Linked DNA regions of Mus musculus: region 2 is linked to region 1. Evidence: chromatin contacts called from public HiChIP or PLAC-seq data. All regions are on one chromosome and are shown on one strand. The core of a region is the stretch at or near the end of the contact, and the rest is flanking DNA. Distances in the headings are between cores, read along the strand shown. Region 1 holds the start of Naa15 (N(alpha)-acetyltransferase 15, NatA auxiliary subunit). Region 2 has its middle 42 kb from the start of Gm30292.

Evidence for each region. HiChIP or PLAC-seq counts read pairs in DNA pulled down with a chosen protein or histone mark.
Region 2: an H3K27ac HiChIP or PLAC-seq map of thymic regulatory T cells shows a contact between it and region 1, with 5 times the contacts expected there. The contact joins the enhancer-like site here to the promoter of Naa15 in region 1. A contact is called at or near these places in 3 of 39 promoter capture datasets (cranial neural crest, liver and pre-B cells) and 2 of 115 datasets of contacts at active chromatin or transcription factors (pro-B cells and thymic regulatory T cells).

The regions. Positions count from the first base shown.
Region 1 is chr3:51,411,055-51,418,995 of GRCm38.p6, reverse strand. It overlaps Naa15 (N(alpha)-acetyltransferase 15, NatA auxiliary subunit), which reads right to left and starts at 2,980. Exons shown (of 20, transcript NM_053089.3): 1 at 2,620-2,980. The coding sequence starts at 2,673. LOC108168868 (a long non-coding RNA gene) reads right to left here and starts at 2,613. Exons shown (of 2, transcript XR_001783830.2): 1 at 2,222-2,613.
Region 2 is chr3:52,835,965-52,843,905 of GRCm38.p6, reverse strand. No RefSeq gene overlaps it. Among named protein-coding and RNA genes, the nearest start is that of Gm30292, 42 kb to the right of the region's middle. Within about 2 kb of position 3,540, at least 56 of the 459 cell types and tissues checked have an H3K27ac peak or open chromatin away from gene starts, as enhancers often do. A contact at or near this core is called in pro-B cells and thymic regulatory T cells, where this site is marked.

The DNA of each region.
Region 1 (7,941 bases), core at 1,731-4,230:
TTGGAAAACTTGAGTATTAGGAAAAAGAATCTGTTAATGATATTACAACTGTACAAGGCAATGTCTCTATTCCTTTTTTTTTAAAATATTTATTTATTTATTATTATATGTAAGTACACTGTAGCTGTCTTCAGACACTCCAGAAGAGGGTGTCAGATCTTGTTATGGATGGTTGTGAGCCACCATGTCTCTATTCCTAAGGGTGAAGCATAGTCTGAGGCTTTCCTTTGTTTCAGGTTAAGTGTATTTTTGGGACTCTTGATTTTTCTCACACACACACACACACACACACACACACACACACACAGCCCAGTCAGTATAATGGGAGAGTTGGAAGCACATCTCTGCTTGTATTTAGCACAGGGTTCAACCTCCAGCATTATAAGGGAGAATAGGAGGGAAAGGGGAGCAAAGGGACTGGATGGGTAAGCCCTGAAAGAAAACTATGCTATATAGTTCTACCCTCACATCACTTAGTCTTAAAAGACTTGGGAATAACTCAGATGGATGGCCTGCTCACATGCTAAAGCCCTGGTGAGATCTCCAGCACAGGAAAAATAACAGCAACTGGTCTTTGGCTGGTAAGATGCTCAGTGAGGAAGGGAAAAAAAAAAAAAAAAAAAAAAAAAAAAACCACTGGCTGCCAAATCTATTCCTATATTGTTTTTTTCAAGACAGGGTCTCACTGTATATCTGACTTTCCTGAATCTCCGTATCAGAGCCAGCTGGCCTCGAACTCACAAATATCTCCTGCCTCCACCTCCCAAGTGTTGGGATTAAAGGCAGACAATATTAAGCCCAGCTTTTTGCTGCCAAATCTGTTGACCTGAGTTTAATCTCAGGAACTCCCACATGGTGGAAGAGAACCAACTCTTGGAAGTTGCCCTCTGACCTCTCCACACATAAAAAAATAAAATCATTCTAGAACTGTCACAAGAAGTGCATAGTAGTTCTCATCTGTAATCCCACCTCTTGGGATGCTGAGGCAGAAAAACTGCCAAGAGTTCCAGTCCAGCCTGGCTACAGAAAGTGAGATCTGTCTCAGAACACTAAAAACAAAAAACTATGCTACAAATCCACTTAAGACTTCTAAAGGTCTGAAAACAAAACGCCATTAAGTAGTACGGGAAGTGACTGTCTAATATGTTTTTCTACACAAATTGATTACATGGATAGTTCTGTAAAATCAATCACCTCAATATAAATGGTTATTTAGGATTTATTTATGTATTTTATGTATATAAGTGCTCTATTTCCTGAATGTCTTGCACCCCAGAAGAGGGCATCAGAGTCCACTATAGATGGTTGAGAACCACCATGTGGTTGCTGGGAACTCAGCTCAGGACCTGTGGAAGAACAGTCAATGACTGCTTTTATCCACTGAGCCATCTCTCTGGCCCATAAATAGCCAAAAAGAAAAAAGAAAAAGAAAAAAGAAAAAAAAAAAAAGAAAAGAAAAAGCCAAATATCTAATCTCCTTATTTTGTTGTCAAACGAATTATAACTGCAATCTAAAAGGCTAACACACACACACACTCCAAAATTCAAGTCAAGTTTGGCGAATACACTTAATTCTTTCACGCACAAAAAAGTTTGTATAAAAGAAGCTACCCTCACACTAACAACAAAAACTGCTACAATGTATTAATGACAGAGCCGATAAAGCAGGGCATAGTTTACAATGTAAACAGATTCAAGCCCATACCCCCGCAAGTTATCACTGCGTGTATTTTTATGCAAACCGCAAACATCTGAAGCACAGGGGATGAGTTTGAGATAGCGTCAACAAGATCCATCTTAGAAGACACTTCTATTATCTCCTGCTAAGTTTTTGCACCGCTATTTTTAAAACTTCAGAGTAAGGGGTGGAGGGGGAGTCTGTACTGAAACTTCCTACCGGACCGCCCCTAGAAATGAGTCCCACCTCCCGGAGAAGGGTGTCGGGGTGGGGCCGTTTTGCTCTCCAACTAACAAACAAATGCTGCGTTTCCCACTCCCAAAAAAAGAGGCCGAGGGGCTGCAGGATCAAGTATGCAAGTGCCTGGATGGAGGTGACAGAGTAGCCTCCGCTTCTACAAGAGTCCATTCTTTCGAGTCCAACAGTGACCCCCGGCCGGGCGGGGACCGGTGAATCCCAGATGGGGAGGAAGAGGGAGGGACGGGGCCGGAGAGGGAGAAGTGCTTTCAAGCAATGAATGAGTCCCTGCCTCGGCCACACCACCTGTTCCTTCCGAGGGTGCCACCCCGACCAGCCGGCAGAATCCCTGTCCGGAGCGGGGCCGCGACTCCCGGCCCGTGCGGCCCGCTGCCCCGCTCAAGGCCAGGCTGCTCCTCCCTTCGCTCTAGGAGGGTAAACGGCAGCCGAGCCGTGCGGATGCCGGGGAGTCGGGGCCTAGTCCGGAACCGAGGCCTCGAAGCCCGCGGGCCGCGGCGCGCGGACGGAGGTGGGGGCGCTCCCGGGGCGAGACGAGAGCTGAGAGTGCGCCCCGCCAGCCAGCACAGCCGAGGTGGGGTCCCCGCGGGGTGGCCGGGTGCCCGCTCGCCCGCCCGGGCTCGGGGCTGACAGGCCCGGCTCCCAGCGAAACCATCCCCGGTGCCCGCTCGCCGCCTCACACTCACCAAGATCCGCTTGAAGAGCGCGTTCTCCTTGGGCGGGAGGCTCACGGCCGGCATGGTTCCGGCTCCTCCCGCGGCTCCCGCCACCGCCCGGCTCGCTCAGTCCGTTTGTCCGCCCGCCGCCGCCACTGCCGTTCCCGAGCTCACTTCAGCCTTGAAGCCTTCACTCCGCCGCCACTAGGCCTCCGGGGTCGCCGCGCCCGCCCTGTCCTGACACTCCCTTCGCCTCTTTTTTTTTTTCTTTTCTTTTTTTTCTCTCTCTCTCTCTCTCTCCTCCTTTTCCCCCTTTCTCACTTAACGCCGCCGCCACCTCCCCCCTCCCGGGTCTCCGTCGGCGGTTCACGTGGTAACTGAAAAGACCGACAGAGGCAGCCAAAATGGCGGACTCGGAGGGCTTTCCCACCCGGGTCACACCTCCCAACGCGCAGGCGCGGTGACCCGCTCTTCCCCACCCTCGATGCACCGGAGCCTGCCGGGAACGCGGAGGCCGGGCCGGCCTGCGGAGCCGCGGATTTCAGAGTTGGCTCTGCCGGTCCTGCCAGTGCCGTGTGCCTGGGAGGGCCGCCAATGACGCTTCCGCCGCCGCCGCCTCCTCTCTGGAAACAGACTTTCTGCCCCTTCTCGCTAGACCGGCCTGCCTTTCTCTCGGTGGGGTAGACTCACCCAGATGGTGTCATCATAGCTTGAGTATCAAGTGCCAAAATGGAGATGTTTTAAGAAGAGGTATAATGGTTCTAGGCCCAAGTGCCTGTATTGTGTACAGAAGGGAGCGAAGGGTAATTTGTGAACCGATCCGAAAAAGAGGGCTTAATCATCTTGAAAAGCCTCTAAGAGCTTGACCTATGAAATGGGCCCCGGCTGGCTAGGGTATCAGTGATTTTTGTTGACTATTGCTAGAGATAGCCAGGAAAGGTGTTGGCCAGATCCGAAGTGACATACTTATACTGCCAAAGGAGCCTCTGAAGGTTGAGGTATATTTATTTCATTGCTGAAGTCATATAATGCGAGGTTGAGGAACTGGCTGTGTGAGTCACCTTAATGTGGTGGAGTTGAGGGCCGAGACTCCTGGAGTTGGCTTCTAATTCATGCTTAGGGTTGTATCTGTTGAACTGCCTGTTAACAGAAATCCTCAATCCTTAGAGGCCAGACTCCACTGAGCAAGGTCAGGCCTGAGAGAGAAGAGGATCCAGACGTTTCATTACAGTTAACAATAAAACTTTACAAAATGGCAAGCCATTGAGTCACAAGAGCCATTTTACCCTTGATTATCTCATGTGGACCTTCTAGTAATCTGTGCATCCTGAGTCATAAAGATGTGCAGCAGTTTAGCTCCTTTAGGTCTGTTTTTGTTTGTTTTGTTTTGAGACAGGATTTCCCAGTGTTTCCCTGGCTATCCTGGAATTCGATCTCTTAAAAACCAAAAAGGGAGCAAGCTTAGAGCAGGCAAATCCTGGGGTATCCTTGAACACTAATCTCTCTAAAGATTTAGGAAAATTAAGTTGGTGAGATGGTTCAGTGGATTAAGGCACTTACTTTGCAAGCCTGACAGCCTGAATTTGACCCCTGAACTCACATGAAGATGGAAAAAGAGAAAAGGCTCCAAAGAGTTGTTCTCTAACCTCCATGTTGGCACACATAAATAACAAGTGAATTCTGGGCTGGAGAGGGAGTTCATAGGGGAAATGACCTGTTACTCTTGCAGAGAACCTAGGCTGGGTCCCAGCACCTCTGAAGAGGCCAGGTATACACAGGGTGCTCGCACAGACAAAAGGCTCATGCATATAAAATAGATAAGCCTAGAAGAAAATCCTTCACATACAAAGATGTAAGTAAATAAATAGCTTTTCTACAAGTGTGTGCTGTTGAAGAGCTAACCTGGTGCTTTATGCATGCCAGATAAGCACTTTTTTGTTGTTGTTTTTTTGAGACAGGGTTTCTCTGTGTAGCCCTGGCTGTCCTGGAACTCACTCTATAGACAAGGCTGGCCTCGAACTCAGAAATCCACCTGCCTCTGCCTCCCAAGTGCTGGGATTAAAGGCATGCGCCGCCACTGCCTGGCCAGATAAGCACTTCTACCATTAAGCTAGCTATACCCACAGCACTAAATGCAAATTTTGTTTTTTCAAATTGTACAAATAATTTTTTAAATTGTAAGGTTTTATTGGCATGTTAATTATACATAATAATGGTATTCATTATTTTTATACATGTACATGATATATTTCAATCATAGTCACACACATACATACCCTTACCATCTTGTCTCCCTTGACTACTTTTAATCCCCTTCCCACCAACTAGTAATTTGATTGGTTTGTTGGTTGGTGTCCCTAAGTAGCCCAGGCTTACCTTGAACCCATACCCTCCTTTGCTTTCCAAATGCCGAGAATATAGTTACTTTTCCAAGTCTAAGCAGCAGAGGTTTGGGTGGACCTGTTGTGTTGTAGAGCTGTTTTTGTGTTTGTGTGCATGTGTACTGGTGCCCACAGAGATCAGAGTACCAGATCCCTTGGAGCTGGAATTACAAGTGGTTGCAAGCCACCCAGCATGGTGCTAGGAAAGGAACCTAGATCTTCTGGAACAGCAGTAAGTACTCCTAACTGCCAGTCATCTCTCTCAGCCCAGACAGCAGGTTTTAAGGTTCAGTGAACACTGGTCTAATTACAACATTGATCTGATTCATTCCCGAGTTAAAATGCACCTGTAAATAATAGTCTGACCACACAGTCAGTGACATGATAGCCTGAACTCAATAATAAAACACCTACAGTGATCACTACAATACAACAGATAGAAATTGCATGTGAGCTATGCTTTGAGTGCTCTTTGTGCTTCCAGGAAGTAACAGCCAAGGCTGTATGGCCCTGCACTACACTGCTGCTGACCTTGCATCCTTCTCTATCACTGTGGCTGAAGGGCTTCCTCCCACTGGGTGTGGTGGCGCACATGTGTAATCCCAGAGCTGGGGAGGCCAGGGCAGAAGGACTTGAAGGATGAATTAGCAAAGCATGCAGGATGATTGCCTGGAGTGGGAGAGCAGGGGCCAGTCTGGACATGCTGTTAATAGAAAAGCATCAGAAAAGCTTCTGACTTCTTGTTTAATAAAAATTTGCATAAACAAGAAGCCATTCTTCAGGTCCTGAGCTTGATCTATGGACTTTATGTATCTACTGTTTTCTTCTCATCCCAACTCTTGCTCTCCCTCCCCCAACCCCCACCCCACCCCAACTTGAACACATGTCTCTTCGTGGAAAGATCCAGTGCTGAAACTGTTTTCTAGCTGCTACCTCAAATCCCCTCTTACCTAGGTCACAAATAGGGTTTTTAGCATTTAAATTCAAGACATGGTTTAAATGAATTTTATGAAAGACATGTACCAAACTATATGATAGCTATTAGCTTCTTGTTGGATTCTTTTTCAAGATGGGAGTTTCATCCACAGCTGCCTCCCCCCAACTGTAGGGGCCCATTGAGCTCTAACATGCTGAGAATGGTACCTTCATACTTCATTGCTTCCCCCAAATATACACTAGTAAAAGGACACAGGGATCAAAGCTCTGAGTACCAACTGGACTTTCCCAGCATGGATCCTGAAGTTAGTGATGGGCTTACTGGTTCTGTGTACTCCTACAAGCCGCGGCTTCTGTTTCAACTTGTTGAAGACTAGCAAAAGCTGTGTCAGGACAAGCTCTGGCGAGATGGTGAAGAAAGCATATCCAACTGCCAGGTTGCTGAGTGGACAAGAAGCCGCCAGTGAGCTGAGAGCCAACAACTGATTCAGCGCATTAGTAGGCTGGTTTGCTTACTTGTGCATTAGTCCAGCAGGCTCAAACCAGGTTACAAACCAAAGTAACTCACGCTTCAGTAACGTGTTTAGCCATCATTTGAGTTTTAAGATGAACCACAAAGCACAATAGAATTATTTTGCCTTCTATCAATAATTTTCTATTTTCCCCTGCTTTTCTTTTTAAATGCATTTATTTATTTAGTGTGGGTATATGCACATTGTGTGTACGTGCATGCTTGTCAAAGCACCCATGTGGAAATCAGGAGAAAACTAGTAGAAGTCTGATCTCTCCTTCTACCGTGTGGCAACTGAACTCAAGTCACCAGGCTTGGCAGTAAGTGCCTTTACTCTGAGTTATCTTTTTGGTTGCACCTTTTTTTCTTTTATAAAATAGGGTTTTACATCTTAGAAACCTAGGCTGACCTGGGACTCACTATGAAGCCCAAACTACCTTCAAAATTGAGGCACTCCTGCCTCAGCTACCCAAGAGCTGGGATTAGATATGAGTTATCTCATTCAGCTGAAGACTTTTTCATTTTAATGAAAAGATTTTAGGAGCTGGAGAGATGGCTCAGCGGTTAAGAGCACTGACTGCATTTCCAGATGTTTTGAGTTCAATTCCCAGCACCCACTTGGTGGCTCACAACCATCTATCATGTGATCTGATGTCCTCTGATGGAGTGCTGGTATACAAGCAGATAGGCCACTAGTACATAAAATAAATCTTAAAGAAAAAAAAAGAACTTAATACTGCTAAAAGTACATAGAAAACTGCTAACACTTATTTTGCTAAGAAAATGGACCTAAACAGCTTTAGGTTTTAGCAAATCACTTTTCTGGGCAAGATTGTATCATCTGTAGGCTAGAGAGATGGCTCAACTGTTAAGAACCCATACCTCCCTAACAGAGACATGAGCTTGGTTCCCAGCACCCACCTGAGTTGTCACACAGCCAGCTATAAGTCCAGCTCCAGAGAAATGGTAGCCACTTCTGGTCCTCAACAGGAGCTTCATTCTTAGACCCTTACCACCACCACATGCACACAAGACTAGAAATCTTTAAAAAGTAAAAAGAACCTATACTTTTTTTAAATGGTCTTTGGACACCAGGTAGTATTAAGAATCCAGAGAAACATAATCTTGATCGATTGCACAACAGAAAAACCAGCTAAGCTGGGCAGTGGTGGCTCACGCCTTTAGTCCCAGCACTCGGGAGGCAGAGGCAGGCAGATTTCTGAGTTCAAGGCCAGCCTGGTCTACAGAGTGAGTTCCAGGACAGCCAGGGCAACACAGAGAAACCCTGTCTGAAAAAAAAAAACAACAAAACCAACCCAAACAAACAGCTAATTGGGGGTAGAAAGATGGCTCAGCAGCTAAAAGCACTGACTGTCCTTCCAGAGGTTCTGAGAGTTCAATTCCCAGCAACCACATGGTGACTCAAAACCATCTCTAATGGGATCCAATGCCCTCTTTTGATGTGTCTGAAGAGAGGGACAGTGTACCCACATACATAAAATAAATAAATCTTAAAAACCAATA
Region 2 (7,941 bases), core at 2,291-4,790, 1.4 Mb before region 1:
TGAATAAAGCACTTTTTTCTCATTTTGTTTTAGACAGGATCTTGCGGAAGAGCCTGAGCTGAAATCTATCGTGTCACACAAGCTTGCCCCCAGAGTTGCAATCCTCAGCTGGAATTACAGACCTGAGCCACCATGCCTGGCTCATTGTATTTCATTTTTAAGCAGCTTAGCATTGCACGCATTTGTAGATTACAGCGTCGGGTGGTGACCCTAAAAAGAAAGAGAGCCTCGTGAAGGAGCAAAGTTCCTGGAAGAGATCTTGAACAATTTCCAGCCCCTAGCCTCCCAGTGTTGTTACGTGGGGTCAGAATACCAGCATAGGACCTTGCCAAGGATTAGGAGCTGGTGATGGTGACAGTGGTAAGGTGGCCCAGGCTCTGACAGCTGTGCGCCACATTGCACTGAGTACTGCTCAAGCTGAGCCACAGCCCCTGGATGCTCTTGTCACTCAAATAAGTTCCAACTTTACATACCTATAGCCCCCTCTCCCCATGAATAAACCTCATGCCTGGTGAACCTGCCCCAAACTGCAGCACTAAAACCTTCTGCATGTCAGATCAAACTCAACACCCAGCCTTGATGCTTGTCCCAGAGTTTCTCAGAACAGATGACTAATGTCAAACCCAGACACAGGAAGGGGAAAAATTGCGTGCATTTATCTGTTTTGTTTTTTTTTTTTCTTCATCTTCTCCAGAATAGAAGTGTTTGACCATTTAGCTTAGAGGCTAAGAAAATAAGCTGTCACGCACTGCTGATGCTGTGTGTGCCCGTCTCTCTGGAGGCAGGCAGACGGTGTCTCTGTGAACAGCACCTACTGCTGCCCGACACGTGTCAGACAGGAGGGGTACACTCTGTGCCACCTCCTCGTTCAGCTCCTTCTTCCTCTTGCAGGAGGCAGGAGTTCACAACCTTTCATGCCTTTTTATGTAACAAGCTGACAGAGATCATGTAAGCTGTTTAAAGAGAGGCGTCCCAAATATCCTGACCAAAGCCAAGAATCAAAGCAAACAGAAGTAGAAGCATTTGTGCGACGTAATGACAATAATTCTAATTCTTGAGGCATCAATGTGTCCCCACTTTAGGCTGGAAGCAAGGCAGGGCTCTGGATTCCAGTGCTCACATCGTCATTGCTTGCCGGAGGCAGCGGCAACCTTCTGGTGCTTCCAGACAACACCTCTTCACTAGTTCACAGCCAATGTCCTTCCACTCTGCTGTGTATCCTCAACATCAAGAACATGCGCAGCCATCCCACTGGCTCGTCTGCCCACGACCTTTCCCCTCTATCCTCTTAGAAGATGGAAACCAAACTTTCACCTCCTGCCGAGCAAACGGAGCCCTTCCTTCCACAATGAATAATGACAAAAATGCCAGCCTTTCCCACTTGGCACTCAGGGTTGGTATTGGACAATGAACTGGAAAATACATGGTAGAATTCTGTGGGTCTGTTGACAATACTTCAAGTGGTGGATTTTAAAAAAATACATCTGTGTTTCAGATATAAAGTCTCTTGAGGGAGAAGGGAGTATTTCTGATAAGTGCACAAGTATCATCAATAGAATTGACTTAGGGCAGAGGCCAGCCCCCAACGAGGATGCACAAGCAATTCTACTCAAACGGCATCCACGTTTGCCTGAACTCTGTATCGTTCTTTCCATCCCTCACTGAATGGCTTTCAGACTAAATTCCAGACTCACTGGGAAGATGTCACACCACCAGAGTTACATTCAAACCTTTTATCTTGTCACAATTCTCTAAACATTTCGTACAACTATTCACCATGCTTGCAATGGGTTGGATATTGTACTGTTCTAGATTAATCTGAAGTGTTCAGGGGGGTGGACCTAGGCTATGCACAAACATTAAGCTATTTTATATAAGAGTCTTCTTGCAGTGGGACTGTAGTGGTGCACTCCAGCGTTGAGGAGGCAGGTGGATCTCTAAGTTCAAGGCCAGCTTGGCCTCCAGAGTGAATTCAGGGCTATACAAAGAAACATTGTCTCAAAACCTCCCTTAAGAAATCTTCTTGTACAGAGTTTGGTACTGCCAGGGTTCCACTAAGATATGCTTATCCCATTCGAACATTACCGCAGATACCTAAATTGCTTAAGATAAAGTTTAAGTGCACAGCACATTCTGCCTCAAGATGCCACCATTTTCAGTGGCATAGATAGTTATATTCCAAAGCCATTGGTGCTGCACAAAGGCCTCTGAGAAGGACAGGGAGGTAGCAGGAAAGGGACAAAAAGACCAGACCCAAAAGGTCTGGGCAGGAAACTGTGGAGACCTGAGGGCTCATTAGGGAAGCTTTGAGCTTCTTCCAAGGTGAGGAGAAGCCTCCCAGAGCTGTGGTTAGCTGCCGACTGTTTCACAGGAGGGCTCTTTTGAAGCTTTCCAACAAACTGCTGGGAGCTGGCTTCCTCCTGCTTACACACTTTACTCTCTTCTTTATCGCCATACTTTGTATCGAATATCGCCACATTCCCAGGTGCATGGCACTTCCACCCAAGTCCCCATACCTCTCTTCTTCAAATGATTTAGTTACTGAAATCTGTGGTCCCATCTCCTTGGACTCATTAGGTAGCTTGATAATATTTTTACATGCAGGCCGGGAAGAAAAATAAAAACTTCTCAATTTTCAAATAATTTTTATTTATTATCAGACACAAAATAGTGTACTTTAGAATCCTAGGGTCTTTGGGGATTGGTAGCCAGAGTCTTGATTTTGTTATAAAGGATATTATGTATCAGTATTGGGTAATAGTGCAGCTTTCTTGACCAGTGAAGAGGAAAGAGGACAATTCCTTATTGCAGGAGGCTGTCTGAAGTACCAGAATGCTATACCAGAATTTTAAAAGGCACAGGGTAGGCATTTTAAGCACAGGGAAGCCCCTACCTCTCAAAATATAAAATAATGTTTTTAACCATAGTGGTAATTCCATATGATGGACTTTGTTAAACGTAAAACCACTAATATATATGAAAACACAATTTATCAAATTTTACCGACTAGTAAATTACAGGTTGTATTGACTCACTATTTGAAGCACTAATGGAATAAGGGAAGCTAAAAGCTGTCTTTTCATTGGCTGGGTGGCTGGTCTTCAACAGCTGGGCGACCAGTGTGGTAAACAGGAAGCCATCTCCATGGTAATGGGCAATTCAACTTAACTTTTTAACACGCTAAGAGGTAATTACTTTTTTTTTTTTTAATTTCCATTTTTAAAACGTTTGGAGTTCATGACAACAGTGAGGACCCGAGGGTCAGGCATTTCCTGGTCGTTAGTGAAGCTGACTTTAGCTGACTTTAGGTCACTAAGAATTAAACGTTGTGACCCCCCTCCCCTTTTTTTTAATGAAAAGTGAACTGTGATTTTTTTTTTTTCTCTTTCTCTCCTCTTCCTGAAGTCTGCAACACAAATAAATGACAGAATTTTATGCTCACACACATGGTGTTTTGATTTCCTGCAGATGATAAGATCAGGGTGGAGGACCGATAACCACAGGGTGTAGGAGGGTGGGGCTCAGGCAGGCCCACATTAAAGCCACAGGTGGGTCCCTGACAGATGAGAAGATGAACCAGGGCTGAAGAGGCCAGCCAAGACGGTGAGTTCTGCTGAGACAACCTGGAAGGAGAAGATGGGCGGTCTCAGGGCAGAGGAGAATTCTGTTGGAGGCCGAGCTCTGCCAGGGACTTCTAGAATACACTACAGAGCCTGTATCCTAGGCAGCTGCCTGGGTGTGGTCCCCCTCTAACACCCACATTTTCTCTTCCCTACCTTAATAATCTATGCACTTCAAAATTCCAGGCAAGTCTGCATTCATAGGCTGTCTTGAGAACAAGAAATAAGAACAAATGAAGTCAGTGTCCACAGTAGCAAACCACAGTCCAGCTCTCTGCAGGCAGCGCTTGCTCTTCAACAGCCTGTCGCTGTCAAAGGTAGCTAGAGTCTGCCTAGCGTTGAGTCTCCGCAACACTGTAGCAACCCTCTTCGCCTTTCCCACGCTACAGCCTGCTCCCATTAGCCATCAGTGAGTGTACAGCCAAGCAGAGAAGACAGATGAGACTCTCCAGCAGCCTAGGGCAAAGTCTTGGGAAGTCCCCAGGTCCAAGAGTTGGATGGACCCAGAGAAGCTTCAGGGTGCAACAAGTGCATTTCTACTGACTATAGTCTTTCCTGGTCCAGAACCCATGTCCAAAAGGTTCTGGCAACACAGGAAGGAGAAGAAAGATTCTGATAAAAATGAGTTGCCCACAGGGTATACACAGAAGTCTCGGGGGTCGTTGATGCTTTTCCGGGAGCCATCTGATGACTACAGCTTCAGACAAGAGTGCTGTCCATTCTTATAGTCAGTATTTAAATATTCAGTACTTTAAACAGAAATACTTCTATTGATTTTATTTTGAGCTATTTTATGATTTTATTTTTGAGACAATGTATCACTCACTCTGTAGCCCAGGCTGCCCTTAAGCTTTCAGTCTTTCTGTCCCAGCTGCCAGAACACTGGGATTACAGGTTTTCCTTAAACCCAATTAGCGCGCAGAAGTCCTGGATGCTGGAGGGAGGATGGATGCCATGACAGAATGTCTCAGGAGCTAGGCTAGCCTGCAGGGATGTAGACTGCTTCCACAGGCTCAAAATGATTCTACCTCCGTTTCTGCAAGAGTTTTGTGACCACGGACCCCGTTGATCATGTGCACACAGATGCCTTAAAGCTGTTCAGACCAGGATCTTATTCAAATCTGATATTAGAAGCTGTTCTTTCTTAGCCCCACCCCCATCATCAATCAGTTCATCTGTACATAGCTGGGTCTACGTTCCTGTCAGGACCAGTCCCATGACTGTGTGCTCCTGGCTGGGATAAGACTTCTCCTGCCTCACAGTGAATCCGTTTAATGCAGGACATAGTCCATGCTGCCTTGCTTTCAGATACTATTTTCATATCATACATAGGGTGTGCTCTGTATGTGTAAAGCGTACACAGGGCCAGGATTTCTGCTTGCCTCTTGTTCCTTGAGCAGTTTAAAGTTTGTTCACTTTCTCCTGACTCTCATTCCTCTCAGGAAATCCATTTCCAGGGGCAGGCTCTAAGAGCATCACTCTCATTGCTTTTACTTACTCTATTAGGCCATGCTTCCTACATCAAAACTCTTGCAAAGTCACCACTGTCACTCCAGAAAGTCCCCTTTCAGTATAGAAAGGGGAATCTGTCCTCTTTTCTCAAGGAATTTCAGTAGCTGGCCTTGACTTGTGAAACACCACTTTGACAGGGCTGGTGACCCCTGCTCTGGGAGTGTGCAGGGGAATTTATGGACTGCTTGGAGAACAAATATTACTGTGGGGTTGAACCAGGAAGACTTCCCCAAGCCCGACCCAGTTAGAATGCTAGAGGCTGAGCCACCCAAGAGAGGGAAAGGAGACACTGGAGGAACAGCCAGCCAGTGCAGGGATGGATAGAGAATAAAATCAGTGACCACTGCACGGCCTACTGCATCTGTCTCCAACAGGCCAGGGTGAAGCAAAGAAGACAGGACAGACAGACATCAAGTGCTCACCCCTGACTTTATCAAATGTGCTCTTTAGAAAGAAGACTATCAGCTCACGTCCGCCTCGTGTGTCTGTTCACGGGCTTGGCTGACTTAGCCGTTGATGTGCTCAGCATAAGTAATAACCGACCTCCCATATAAAACTGAACGAGATGCCGCTGTTGTATGCAGCCGATGTGGACAGCATAGTGAACGCGGAGCCTTCGGGAAAGCTACGAGTAAACTGATAAGCTTGAGAACCACTTGCTGGCAGAGAACATCTTTTCCATGTCTGTTTTGCACAATGCCATGAGCATGGAGTCTGAAAACATTGAGAGGCGCACAGCTTGAATTAGGATGATTTTTTTTTTTTTTTTTAACATATGAGCTGTGGCCCTTCAAAATGAGATTCACACTCAACCGTGTCCCCAGAGAGGTTTTCTGTTTGGGCCCAGCCATTCAGGACAATCTAAACCGCTTTAAAAGTAAACAAATAAATACTAAACTATAGGAAGGAAGCTTTTGTGACCCAACTCTCATGCTAATTCCAGTCAAATTCCTTAGAATGACTGCAGCTGTGACTGTCATTCTGCCACTGGGAAAGTGTCAGCAAGACCAAGAATAGTAGCAGCCTGCCATCTCGGTGGCTTTGACGTTCTCATCTAAAATGTTAATTAAGGAGTTGCTAGGCACAGAATGAAAATAAAAGTCAAGAAAAGTAGCAAAGGCAAAAAGTGCAACTGCAGGGGGATGAAAACCCCACATCTGTCTTCCTGTGTGGCACACGAGTCCATCCTGTTCCTTGGGCTGTGAATGTGGTCTAACTAGCAAATCAAATGAGAGGAACACTCAGTAGGTAGAAGATTGGTTCATTCCCCACCCCCCACCCCAACCCCTGTTTAAAAGCTATTACCAAAATAAGTTGCTCAAATGGCATCAGTTTGGATAGATCCATTAGTGAGTGAAGTTTTGCTTCCAGTTCATACATTGCCAAGTTTCCCGAATCTTTTGTTTCTCAGCAGAGAGGCTATGGGAATGACAGTTGGAGATGAATTCATGAGACCTTAATTTTGATAAATTAATATTTGTTATCACAAGATTTTATATAATTGTTAATTTATTGAACAAGTAATCCTTTGGTGGTAATTATTAGAGTATGAAATCCCCTACAGTACAGGATTTACCTGTAAGCCTGTTTGAATGTCAGTCTACATAGACCTGAGGTTGGCACAGGGGAGCTCTTTTGTTCTAATGCTTCCCAGAACCGCGGAGCATCTTGTGAATAGCTGCAAAATTAATTTCATTAACGAAACAAACAATGGTCTCTTGCTCGGGAGCTCAGCACCCTCTGTTGCCAGGGAAAGAGCCGCTGTCAGAAATAGCCAACTCTGCATGGAGTTGAAATTTGGCCTTTCACCTTTGATGAAAGAGCGACATTCCAACCATCTTAAGAATGTGTCAGATAGAGGAAGTGAGCCACACGATCAGCAGGATCAACAGAGACAGAGAAGAAAAATGTGCCAAGCCAAAGAAATCAGTGAATCAATAGCACTGTTAATCAACAGCACTGTCTGCTCCATAACTCGTGGCATACCTTTATCCATGCGTTCCACTAAGTTTATAAAGGGTTTATTTGAAATATGCCTAGTAATTTCAGTGTGTTAAGAGGCACTAAGTGTGAGGATTCTTAAACACACTAGTAAGGTTCGAGGTCTCCAAAGTGTGTAAGCTATGAATTTGTAAGGCAGATATTGCCTCTGGCATTAAAAGGCTTGAACTCCTTGACACTTCTTGAAACTTCTAGACATTTGCCTCCACAGATCTCTCCACCATATTTATTTCTTTGGAAAATATATTTAGTTTTTTAGTCATTCATGCCATGTCACCTTTATCCGGAAGGGAAGCTTCACGTTTATGCTTTGTTTGCTTTTTGCCACAATAACAGAAGACTCGAGTTAATTAACTCATTAAGAGAACAGGTGAGTTTTGACTCCTGCTTTTGGAGGTTCTAGGCTCTCATCAGTATTCCTGTTGCTTCAGGTGACTGGTGGGCACGCTGGCCAGCAATAACAGGAGCACGGAGCAGAATCAATGCTACCTTACGGCCAGAAAACAGAAGAGAAGGAGGGAGAGGCCAAAGTCCCCCAATGACTGAAAGACCCCCCCCCCCCCCCCCGTCCAGTCCATCTTCCTCAGGTCCACAACACCTTTCGGTAGAGTTAGCCTGAGGTTCAGTATTCAAAAACCATATAGGCCTTTTATAGACATTTATCTAAATCATGACATCTGCCTAATAAAAAAGTAATTTGGAAAAGGATGCACTTTTTAATGCACCATGTATATGATTATATGCGATTATACATAATATACTTTATATATACATATATATGGAGGGGAGGCAGCAGATATCAGTCTAG